Linked DNA regions of Callithrix jacchus: region 1 is linked to region 2. A link is a contact called in public Hi-C data. All regions are on one chromosome and are shown on one strand. The core of a region is the stretch at or near the end of the contact, and the rest is flanking DNA. Distances in the headings are between cores, read along the strand shown. Region 1 holds the start of LOC118151379. Region 2 holds the start of IER5L (immediate early response 5 like).

Region 1 (5,451 bases), core at 917-3,416, 330 kb before region 2:
TAGCTCAGCTGCTCTCCCTCCATCCCGGGTCCTGCCGCCTGCCCTGTCTTCTGATTCTGGTCACCCTGGGGAGGGGCTCACCACCCTGCTCAGCAAGTTCTCTCCACAGGCTGGGCAGCCAGGGAGTGCTCTGCTGGACTGAAGGAGCCCACGTGAGCCCAGGCCACCCTTGGAAGCTCCCCCTAAAGAGAGGGAACAGGGCCGGGCGCGGTGGCTCAAGCCTGTAATCCCAGCACTTTGGGAGGCCGAGGCAGGTGGATCACGAGGTCAACAGATCGAGACCATCCTGGTCAACATGGTGAAACCCCGTCTCTACTAAAAATTACAAAAAAATTAGCTGGACATGGTGGCGCGTGCCTGTAATCCCAGCTACTCAGGAGGCCGAGGCAGGAGAATTGCCTGAACCCAGGGGGCGGAGGTTGCAGTGAGCCGAGATCGCGCCATTGCACTCCAACCTGGGTAACAAGAGAGAAACTCCGTCTCAAAAAAAAAAAAAAAAAGAGAGGGAACAGACAACCGCAGTAGCTTGTCAGGAACCCCCACCAAATGCCCCACACGCAGGGCTCCGCACTAAGTGTCTCAGGGACCTGATTTGCAGGAAGGGCACCGGGATGCTCACTGGGGGTAGAACACTCACCTGGGGAGGAACTGTCCCTGCCAAGGCTTGGGTTACCCACAAACTCAGCCCACAGAAGTCTGCTGGCTGTGCTAACAATATCTACCATGCTGAGATTCTGCAAGGTGCTTTTAGTGTTAGCCCATTTTGCAGAGGAGAAAGTTGATGCTCTGGACATACGTGAGCTTAAGCCTTTGGCCCAGTTCAAAGTCACCAAATATTTCAGAGGCCAGGGCCTGGGGTGGGGGTGGGGCACCCCAAGCCCAGGTGAGGGTGATGTGAGCGTGAAGCCTGGTCCTGGAGGGGCAATAGAGGGAGTGAGGGTGGCTCCTGCCAGAAGCTGGGGAGGGGTGTTTGAGACCTTGAAGGAGGTGGGACTGTGACAGTGGTGACCGTGGGAGGGGTCCGGGTCCAGGCAGTAGCTGGGAGAGACTTGGTGCAGGGCCCTAAACCGAAATGGAGGAAAATGGAGATGGAGGGGTCCCTGTCCTCACGGAGGGGTAAAGGCCGAGGTTGGGGGCTGGACGAGCCTAGAGGAGGGCACCAGGGCAGCCCAGACACAAGCCATGTGGTCTGTGTGTGTTTACTGTGTGTCAGAACATGTGAGGTATGTGTTGAAAGGTCTGTGGGGGTCAGGGCATAAGTGTATCAGCATATGGAGTGTGTGTGTGTGCACATGCATGCTGGAGCATGCACCTTTGTGCCTGTGATCTGTGTCATGCAGTGTGTCTGTGGCTGTGTGGGATGTGGTCCCTGTGATGTGGGGAGTGTGTGCTGGTGTGTGTGTGTGTGTTGTGGGGTGGTGCTAACTGGGACACTCTCCAGGGGAAGAGCCTGTCGGGGATGGAGGCGGAGGAGTTAACCAGGAAACTGGGAGAGGGAACAGCACGTGCAAAGCCTGAAGGCCTGGAGAGGCAGCCTGGAGCACCGGAGGGCTTGAAAGCTTCCAGTGAGGCTGGGGCAGGGAGGGAGAGGCAGTGTGTGGGAGGGACAGGGCAGGCCTTCCTCTACCAGTGTGAGCTCCTTAGCTTGAGGGTGTGTATGGCCTGGAAGGGTAGAGGGGCTGGGAGGAGGTGGAGCCACCACTGACCAGGTGGAGGGGTGGAGGGCAGGCCTGGACAGGGGCAGGTGCTGGGTGGAGGTCAGGGAGTGACAGCCAGAGCTTTCAACTAAGCCTCTGGGAGGCCACAGGGCCTGGGATCCCAACCCAGTACCCAGACGGTTTTAAGTTTCCCCTCAGTAAATCTGGGCTCAGGACATTCCTGGGGCACTTGCTCAGTGTGACTGGGCACAGGCTGGGCAGGCATTTCCGGCATGAACACATTTTCCCAGGCCTACTGGCTGCAGGAGCCAGAAGCAGGAGCCAGGATTTGCACCCAGGTGGCCTGACTTCAAGAGGGCCCTCTCACCTGACTTCAGTAGTGACACCAATAGTGACCTTAGTGCCTTCAACAGTGACCCAGTAGGGACAACAGTGACTCACCTGCCCCATGGGCTTCAAACTGCAGTGGCTGTGTTCTCCTTTGCCCTTGTGTTCTGGGGGACGCCATAGGTCCTCACACTGTCACTGCACCTTTCTAAAGATGAGAAAACTGTGGCCAGAAGTGGAGTGGCCTGACCTGGGCTCCAGCCTAGGGGTCCTGCTGTAGAGCTCCCCCCACCTCCTCAGATGAGGTAGGTACAGTTTTCTCAGCACAGGCCAGGAAGCTCTCTTAGGTAACACGTGCATGACAGAGTGGGACCCCGCAGAAAGGACTTGTAACTCCATACAAGGTGACTGTATGACCTTGGGTGATCCTTTTCCCATCTCTGGGCCTCGGTTTACCCAACTGTACAATTCACCCCCTAAGTCTAGGAAGATTCGCTGAGCTGAGTCTGCCAAGTGGCAGATGAGGAAGCCGAAGTTCACAGAGTTGAAGGCGCGTGCTCAGGTCAGGCGGCGGCACCGGGCGGCTCCGGCTTCGAAGCCGCATTCCGAGGACGTGCGGGCCCTAGGCCCCTAGCGGCGTTGTCCTGCCCCCAGGGGGCCGCGGCGCGGGGCGGTTCCAGGCCCTGCCAGCCTGACGTCAGGCCCGGGCCGCGGGGCCTCGCCCTGCACAAACAGAGCCGCGGGCCAGCGCCGGGGCCGGGGGCGGCGGTGACTCAGGGCCCCGAGACGGGCCGGGAAGCGGAAAGTTGTATGCAGATGACATCAGCCGATCGCGAGGGCGGGAGGAGGCCGGCTCCGGGAAACGGCGGCCTGGCGGGCGGCCCGGCCTGGGGCAGGGCGCGGAGGGGCCGCCGCGGGGGTCTGGGGGGGCGGGGACACTCGGGACGCCGAAAAGTGCGTCCCCTCCCTCCCCGGCCCCAGGCCCTAGGCCGCGGACCCCGGAGCCCGGCCAGGCTTTCGCCTGCGAAGAGCGGACTACACCCGCCTGCAAAGACGCAGCGCTCCCCCGCGCTCCGGAGGCAGCCGCATCCATCCTGCTGAGTCCCTGCATTTTAATTACCGCCGCATTAATATTCATGAGCCGGGACTCGAGGGGGACCGCGGGCTGTCATTTCCCTCGCCCGCCCTCCCCCCATCGCACCCCTCTTCCCGGGCTGAGTCGTGGGCTTTTTTTCCTCCCGTTCTCAACCCCTCCTGCACCAACCGTTGGTGCTCAGCAGATTTTGGGGCAAGGGGGTGTGAGTGTGAGCATGAGTGTGAGCGAGCGTGAGCGGGTGGGAGGGCGCTGGGTGGGGGCTGAAAGTGAGTCTGTGTCTGTGTCTGCGTGCCTGTGTGTACGTGTCTACGTGTGCCTGTGTGTCTGTCGGCAGTCCCAGGGGCTGTGTGCACATGTCTCTGATGTCTCTGTGGGGCTTGGAGAAGGGCCAAGTCTTGTCCAAGTTAGGAGGGCCTGGCTGCACAAATGGGTAAACTAAGGTCTGCAGTGAGGCTGGGCCTTGTCCAAAGCCACCCCATAGGTCAGTAGCACAGGGGAGTCCGGCGATTTGGCCTGCTCTGCTCCCCACTCTCCTGTGCTGTTGTTTATAACAATGGCAGGCCAAATGTGCTGAGCTGGCACCTCTCACATGGCCTCCCCAGCAAACCTGTGCAGCACGTGGTGCTATCAGTCCCCTGTGCATATGGGAAAATTGAGGCAACCGGTCCCACCATTGAGGGGTGGACTGGAGCCCAGAAATGTCTGAATCCAAAGACCGTGGCTTTACCAGCCCCACTGTGGTACCTCCTGGAGAACTGTGGGGTGTCTGCACTGGGGTGATCTGGGGTTCCTGGGTGCCAAGCATCAGAGGGGGTGTTTCCCTAGAAACACAGCTCACCTTCTGTTTCCCTCCCAAGTCAGAAAGGGCTGCCTTCCCGTGGCTCTCCCAATACCCTCTCTGTCCCCTCCCTATCCCTGAAGCCTGCCAGGAGCCACCCTGCACACCAGGCCTTGCTGCCTGGGCCTGAGATCAGTCAATCATTCATTCATTCATTCTTCATCCAACAAATGCTTCAGTGCCTTCCGTGTGCCAGTCACTGTGCTAGGCACTGGGATTCTCTGCTCTCCACTCTGGGCATCTCCACCTGGCCCAGGCGCCTCCAGGTCCTCAAGGGGCTGTTCACCTCTGTGTGTGAATGGTCACTAGGGGTAAGGGACTAGGGGCACCTGTGCACAAAGAACATCTCCCCCCTACCCCAGCCTTGCCGCAGAAGTCTGGGGTGAACACATTCAGTGACCAGAAAGGGGCTGCGATCACCTTAGGGCTGATGGGCGGTGGCCACACTAGGCAGCCTGAATCTTTGGTTCTCTCTCCTGGAACTTGTCTTCCTCTGGCCTCCAAGCCAAATAACCCCAAGGGCTGGTCAGCCTGCCTTGCCCTGGGTTGAGCCAAGGCCATCTTCTCTCTCACGTCCATCCTAGAATAGGCGGACTGTTCCCTCCTCTGCCCACGCAGGGCTGGGCGGAAACTCATGTCCCAGCCATGTCCCCGGAGCCTTTTCTCCCCTCCCTTTGGGAGCTCCACAGGAACACAGAAAAGAGGAGAGAGGTGCAGCCAGAGGACTCTGGAGAGGAAGTGATAATTTAATTGGGCTTCACGGGGTAAATAGGAGTTTGCTTAGGAGAGGCAGCCCAAGGAAGGGGGACCAGCTCAGAGGGGCACCCGCCTGCAGCCCCCATTCTATAACAGGAACCAGAGCAGGCCAAAGGCAAGAGACGGGGGGCGACTGTGAGGATGGATTTTCTCCTAAAGGGCCTGAGGCAGTACAGCCTAGTGGTCTCGTCTGCACTCTTGGGTGAGTCCATCCTGGGTGAGGATTCCCCTCCCTCCTCACTGTGAGGGCCTCATTTTTCCCCATCTGCAAAACTGGGAGAATAACTTTTTTTTTTTCAGGATAATATTCAGACCAAGAGACACTTGCCCATACTAGCAGGGTGACTGGGGCTCTTTGATGGGGTGATCTGTCCTCAAGGACATAGGGAAGCCTCTGGAATCACTGTCCCCATTTGGCCCAGAAGGAGATTTAAGGATTGGTCTGTGTCCCACAGTCTCCATGGAGAGGAGTTTGTTGGGGACTGACTGCTCAAAGGAGAGGGAACAGGCTGAAACTGTCATGGGTCAGGGAAGGCCCAGGCTCTAGGTAACAGAGGGGCCTCGGAGGCCCCATGGCCCTGCCTGTTGGGCTCCCTGTAGACCTGCCAGATGGCCCAAAGAGCCAGGGCCGCAGTGAGAGGGGCAGCCTGACCCACCAGCTCCTGGCTCCCTCCTGCTGTCTCTTTGCCTCCTGGCTCCCCTCTGTCTTTTGAAAATTTCCTCCCTTCTTTTGTTAGAGTCGTCATACCTGTACATGGCAAACGCGTGCGCGTGCA
Region 2 (5,000 bases), core at 1,014-3,513:
CACCATTGACATTGGATGCTGATTTGGAGGAACCTCTGGCGAACTCCCACCCTGGAAACAGACGGGCCTGGGCTCAGATCCTGACTCCACCCCTTCTTGGTGTGTGACCTCAGGCAAGGTACGTAAACTCTTATTTTCCCCCGATAAACACTGGGCCACTATAGAAAGAAGGCCCGAAATCAGGGTCGATGTTTTCTGAAGCTGTGGGCTTGCAACGTGCCAGAACTGTGGATTGCCCAGCCACTGTTGCATGCAGAGTCCCCACCACTGCAGAGCCAGTAGGAGCTCTCAGTTCCTTCTGCGTGCTAGTGACGTCTCAAAGGCGAACTTCAAACATGAAAAAATGAAGTCTTTGAGTGCCTTGAAGACAGACACCAGGGAAGTGAGGGACAGTGTATTTATCTACTTCTACGTGTTATCACCTGAGCAAGTTCCAAAGCTTTGGAGGTCTCTATCACCAATAAAATGTAGGAAGGACATCCTTTCTCCGAAGTCTCCTGAAATTTCAAACCCAGCTTCTCTGGAAGGAGGCCTGGAGAGGTGCTATGGGTCACAGGGACTCAAACCAGTTTGAGATTATATGAAGGGGCCCCAGAAGAGACAAAGCACCAGGTCTAGGGCCATGTGATCCTAGGCAAATCTCACACTGTCAGCGTCTGAGTTTCCTCATCGCAAAAATAAGGTAAACAACCGCTAACTCTGTTCTCACGCTCAACGCCTGGCATGGAGAAGATGCTAAGAAACTGTTTGCGGAAACAATTCTTAAGACTGAAGAAAGACCCAGAGACCACAGGGTGGCTGTGGGCCTCTCCACTCCCATCAAAGGATGAAGTAGGTGCTGAGAACTCAGAAGGAAGCCTCAAAACGCAGAGACTCAGAAGACCCCCTGAGGAGGAGGTGGAACAGCAGAACGGCTGCTCACGGGCCTCCCCTGAGCCCAACCCCACAAGGTCCACCTATGTCTGGGAGACTCTGCAGACCCTGTTCATCCTTCAAGGTTCTACTCATGGACCCTCCTCAGGCAAACCTCCAGACCACTTCCAAGAGCCTCTGGAGCTGTCTGGGCAGCCTCCACCCTAGGCAACTTTGAAACCTCCTGGAAGCAGCAATCAGCATCCTTCATGCTTCTCGGTCCAGATAGAGCACCCAGGAATCAGCAACCCTGTCTCTCCCATTGCCTCAGCCCCCACCTGCGAGAAGGTGACCCCTGAATGGTTCGGGATAAGAAGGAAAACTGTCAACAAAAGTTGAGTCGGTGAGTTCAAAGGCCTTGGTTTTCACCTCCTATCTGGAGCGCAGGGTCCTGTCCCAGATCCTAGCTCTGCCCGCTAGGAAGTGTGGTTCCCCATGTCCCTCCAGCCTCAGGCCCCTCCTCTGCAAACGTTGGAGTCAAGATTTCGGGAATTGCCGGGAAGGGCCTGCCCCATACTAGGCCCATAATAATAGTCCCTATTGTCATTATTATTAGTTAGGCACGAAAGGAAAGGTTACTGAGCCAGTGATTAGGAAACTCAGAGTCGGCTCTTAAGACGCCTTTGGGCCTCAGTTGGTCGCGAGGTCCAAACACTTCCTGGCCTCGAAACTCTCTCCATCAGAGAAGGTCAAAATTCATGATGTTTTGGGTTTTCCAGTCAGACAAACGGGGAGGACCTCCCTCCCGCAAGCATTCCCAGAGGCCACTCGGCATTCCCTGCGGTGAAAGGTACCCCCAAAACCTCGCTCCTTTGATGCCCCCCAGTGTCAAGCCGGCGGCCCCACCAGCCTCCTGTAGCGAGGCCTTGGCTCCCGCGGGTCACCAGGGGGCCGACAGGTGAGCAGGTGGAGGCGCCGCGCGGCCCAGAGCGGGAGCTGCGCGCACCTGCCGCAGGTGAGGCCCAGCCGTGCGGAAGGGGGAGGAGCCGTGGCCGCAGCACTCAGGTGAGCCGACCCCCGACTCCCGGGACCTGAGGCGAGGGCAGCCGCGGGCTCCAACGTAGCCGCTGCCAGGCGACCTATGCTGCAGACTGCAGCCCCAGCGGCTCTGAGTCCCGCGCGGCGCGGCGGCCCCAGGAGAACATTCGAGGCAGCGGCGGCGTTGGAGGCCCGGGGTCCGTTCGGTATTTGAATAGCACAAAGGAACCGCCTTGGTCTGATTGGCCAGCCGAGTAGCCCCGGGGCGGGCAGCGCCTGTCACTCGGGAGCCTCTCGGCGCTCCTATTGGCTCAACGCAGGTGGGGCGGGGCCCGGGCACCCGGCTAAATAGCCGGGGCCGGGGCCGGCCGAGGCTCATTGCTTTGGCGCCGTCTGGGGAGCGCGAGCCTGCGGGTGGCGCGCAGCGCATGGTGGCGGCTCCTCTCGGAGCGCAGCCGACCCGCTGACCCAGGCTCCTTTCCCTCTGCCCGGCGCGCCCCGGCGGCCGGCTGGAAGCAGAAACAGCAGCAGCGTTAGCAGCAGCAGCAGCGGCGGCGGCTGTTCCGCCGCCGTCTCCGCGGGAGCATGGAGTGCGCCCTGGACGCCCAGAGCCTGATCAGCATTTCTCTGCGCAAGATCCACAGCTCCCGAACCCAGCGCGGCGGCATCAAGCTGCACAAGAACCTCCTGGTGTCCTACGTGCTCCGCAACGCGCGCCAGCTCTACCTTAGCGAGCGCTACGCCGAGCTCTACCGGCGCCAGCAGCAGCAGCAACAGCAGCAGCCGCCCCACCACCAGCACCAGCACCTCGCGTACGCGGCGCCGGGCATGCCGGCCAGCGCGGCCGACTTCGGCCCGCTCCAACTTGGAGGCGGCGGGGACGCGGAGGCGCGCGAGCCGGCCGCCCGGCACCAGCTGCACCAGCTCCACCAGCTCCACCAGCTGCACCTCCAGCAGCAGCTGCACCAACACCAGCACCCGGCGCCCAGGGGCTGCGCGGCGGCGGCCGGGGCGCCCGCGGGCGGCGCGGGGGCGCTCTCGGAGCTGCCCGGGTGCGCCGCGCTCCAGCCGCCGCACGGCGCGCCCCACCGCGGGCAGCCCTTGGAGCCTCTGCAGCCGGGTCCTGCGCCGCTGCCGCTGCCGCTGCCGCTGCCGCCCGCACCCGCTGCGCTCTGCCCGCGGGACCCTCGCGCCCCGGCCGCCTGTTCCGCGCCCTCCGCGCCCCCAGGGGCTGCCCCTCCGGCCGCCACCGCTTCTCCGCCAGCCTCCCCGGCCCCCGCCTCCTCCCCCGGCTTCTACCGGGGCGCATACCCGGCCCCCTCGGACTTCGGCGTGCACTGCAGCAGCCAGACCACCGTGCTGGACCTGGACACTCACGTGGTGACCACAGTGGAGAACGGCTACTTGCACCAGGACTGCTGCGCCTCCGCCCACTGCCCCTGTTGTGGCCAGGGCGCTCCGGGACCTGGCTTGGCGTCCGCCGCCGGCTGCAAGCGCAAGTATTACCCTGGCCAGGAGGAGGAAGACGACGACGAGGAGGACGCGGGCGAGCTGGGGGCCGAGCCCCCCGGGGGCGCCCCGTTCGCCCCCTGCAAGCGCGCCCGCTTCGAGGACTTCTGCCCGGACTCGTCCCCGGACGCGTCCAACATCTCAAACTTGATCTCCATCTTTGGTTCGGGCTTCTCGGGGCTGGTGAGCCGGCAGCCGGACTCCTCGGAGCAGCCGCCGCCGCTCAACGGGCAGCTGTGCGCCAAGCAGGCGCTCGCCAGCCTCGGCGCCTGGACTCGAGCCATTGTCGCCTTCTAGGGACCCCCGAGGGCACAGGGACCCGGGGCCCCGCGGGGCTGGGGCCAGACAAAGACTCGGCCAAGGGGCGAGAGGAGGGAACGAGCGGGCGCCGGGCCACTCGGGGCTGAGCTGGGACGAGCTGGGGGAGGCGGCTGATGTTTTATAAATTGTAAAATAAAAAAAAGAAATCTAAAATCTTGGACTTTATTTTTGCAGAGAGAAAAAGCGCCTATTTAAGTATGCTTTGTGTTTCTCCTACTCTTTTTTTCTTTTTATTGTAGTGATTGCAGTGGTGTTTAGCGAGGAGCCTGCCACGTGAGAGAGGGCTGCTGCCCGGAGGAGGTGCCGGGCAGCCGGGGGCGAGGCAGGGCGCTGGGGGCGCAGCGCAGGAGGGCGCAGGACCTGAGACCCCGATTCCAATCAGTTGTCAGACCCCGGAAGCCCGACGTTACGCTCTCCCGAGCCCCTCCGAGGGGTGAGGAATGGGTCTTGTGAAATCCTGAGCAAAAACAAAGGCAAACTCTATCTCCGAAAGGGACGTTTGGGTCACATTTCCTCTCTGGGGGCGGACTCCAAAGTTCTCAAAATGAGAAGGCAGAAATGAAAACACTTCAACTTTTTTTTCTTTTCTTCCCGGGGCGGGTGTCTTGAACCCCTCTTCTCCCCGCCCCTCTGGCTCCGTTCTCCTCCCCTCCTCCATCCGTCTCCCGGACTCGGGGGTGGCGCCTGACACCCCGACACTCTCGGACACTGTTTGGGAAAAGGGTGGGGGGCGGGCACGGCGGACTACATTTCCCATCATGCCGAGCACTGCGGTCCTCACTAAACAAAAAAGGAAGTCGATTCCTTCACCTGGATCCCTGGCGGCCCCGGGGGAGGGAGGGGCCGGGACCGCCGACTGCGTTGGAGACTTTGCACTAAGTTCCTGGTCAGCTGTGGTGTTTGTGTGTGTGCTTCTCTCTAAGTTGCACTGCCCTGGTTCAGCCTTCGGTTGCATTTCATGAAACCAGTATTGTTCGAGCCTGTGAGAACCCTGTCCTGTGTCTTCAGCTCGGTAGATTTGTTTAAAAGCCTTTTGTTGTAAAAAGGTGGGGTTCGCCTGCAGCCCCTCTGGTTCTCTGCCATCAGCACCGTGTGGACCCCAAAACAAGTTGCCAACCCTTCCTTTTCCGGCTCTTTTCCCTCATTGCCCTGTATTTTTGTGCATACTAAATTGTATATCACCGGATAAAACTGTTCAGATTGTTTAAATTTTTAATCTTAATAAAAAGTCGACTACAGAATATGGTGGTACCTTGTTTTCAGATCTGTCTGGGGGTGGC

What was found. Hi-C and Micro-C count contacts between places; a contact is called where the count stands out from the background.
Region 1: a Hi-C map of skeletal muscle shows a contact between it and region 2, with 4 times the contacts expected there. The contact joins the promoter of LOC118151379 here to the promoter of IER5L in region 2. A contact is called at or near these places in 2 of 3 Hi-C or Micro-C datasets (induced pluripotent stem cells and skeletal muscle).

The regions. Positions count from the first base shown.
Region 1 is chr1:178,075,384-178,080,834 of calJac240_pri, reverse strand. LOC118151379 reads right to left here and starts at 2,166. Exons shown (of 5, transcript XM_078346196.1): 1 at 2,100-2,166; 2 at 867-1,260; 3 at 826-865; 4 at 638-824. The coding sequence starts at 2,166.
Region 2 is chr1:177,747,683-177,752,682 of calJac240_pri, reverse strand. IER5L (immediate early response 5 like) reads left to right here and starts at 2,263. Exons shown (of 1, transcript XM_035260037.3): 1 at 2,263-4,961. The coding sequence starts at 2,476. The coding sequence ends at 3,696.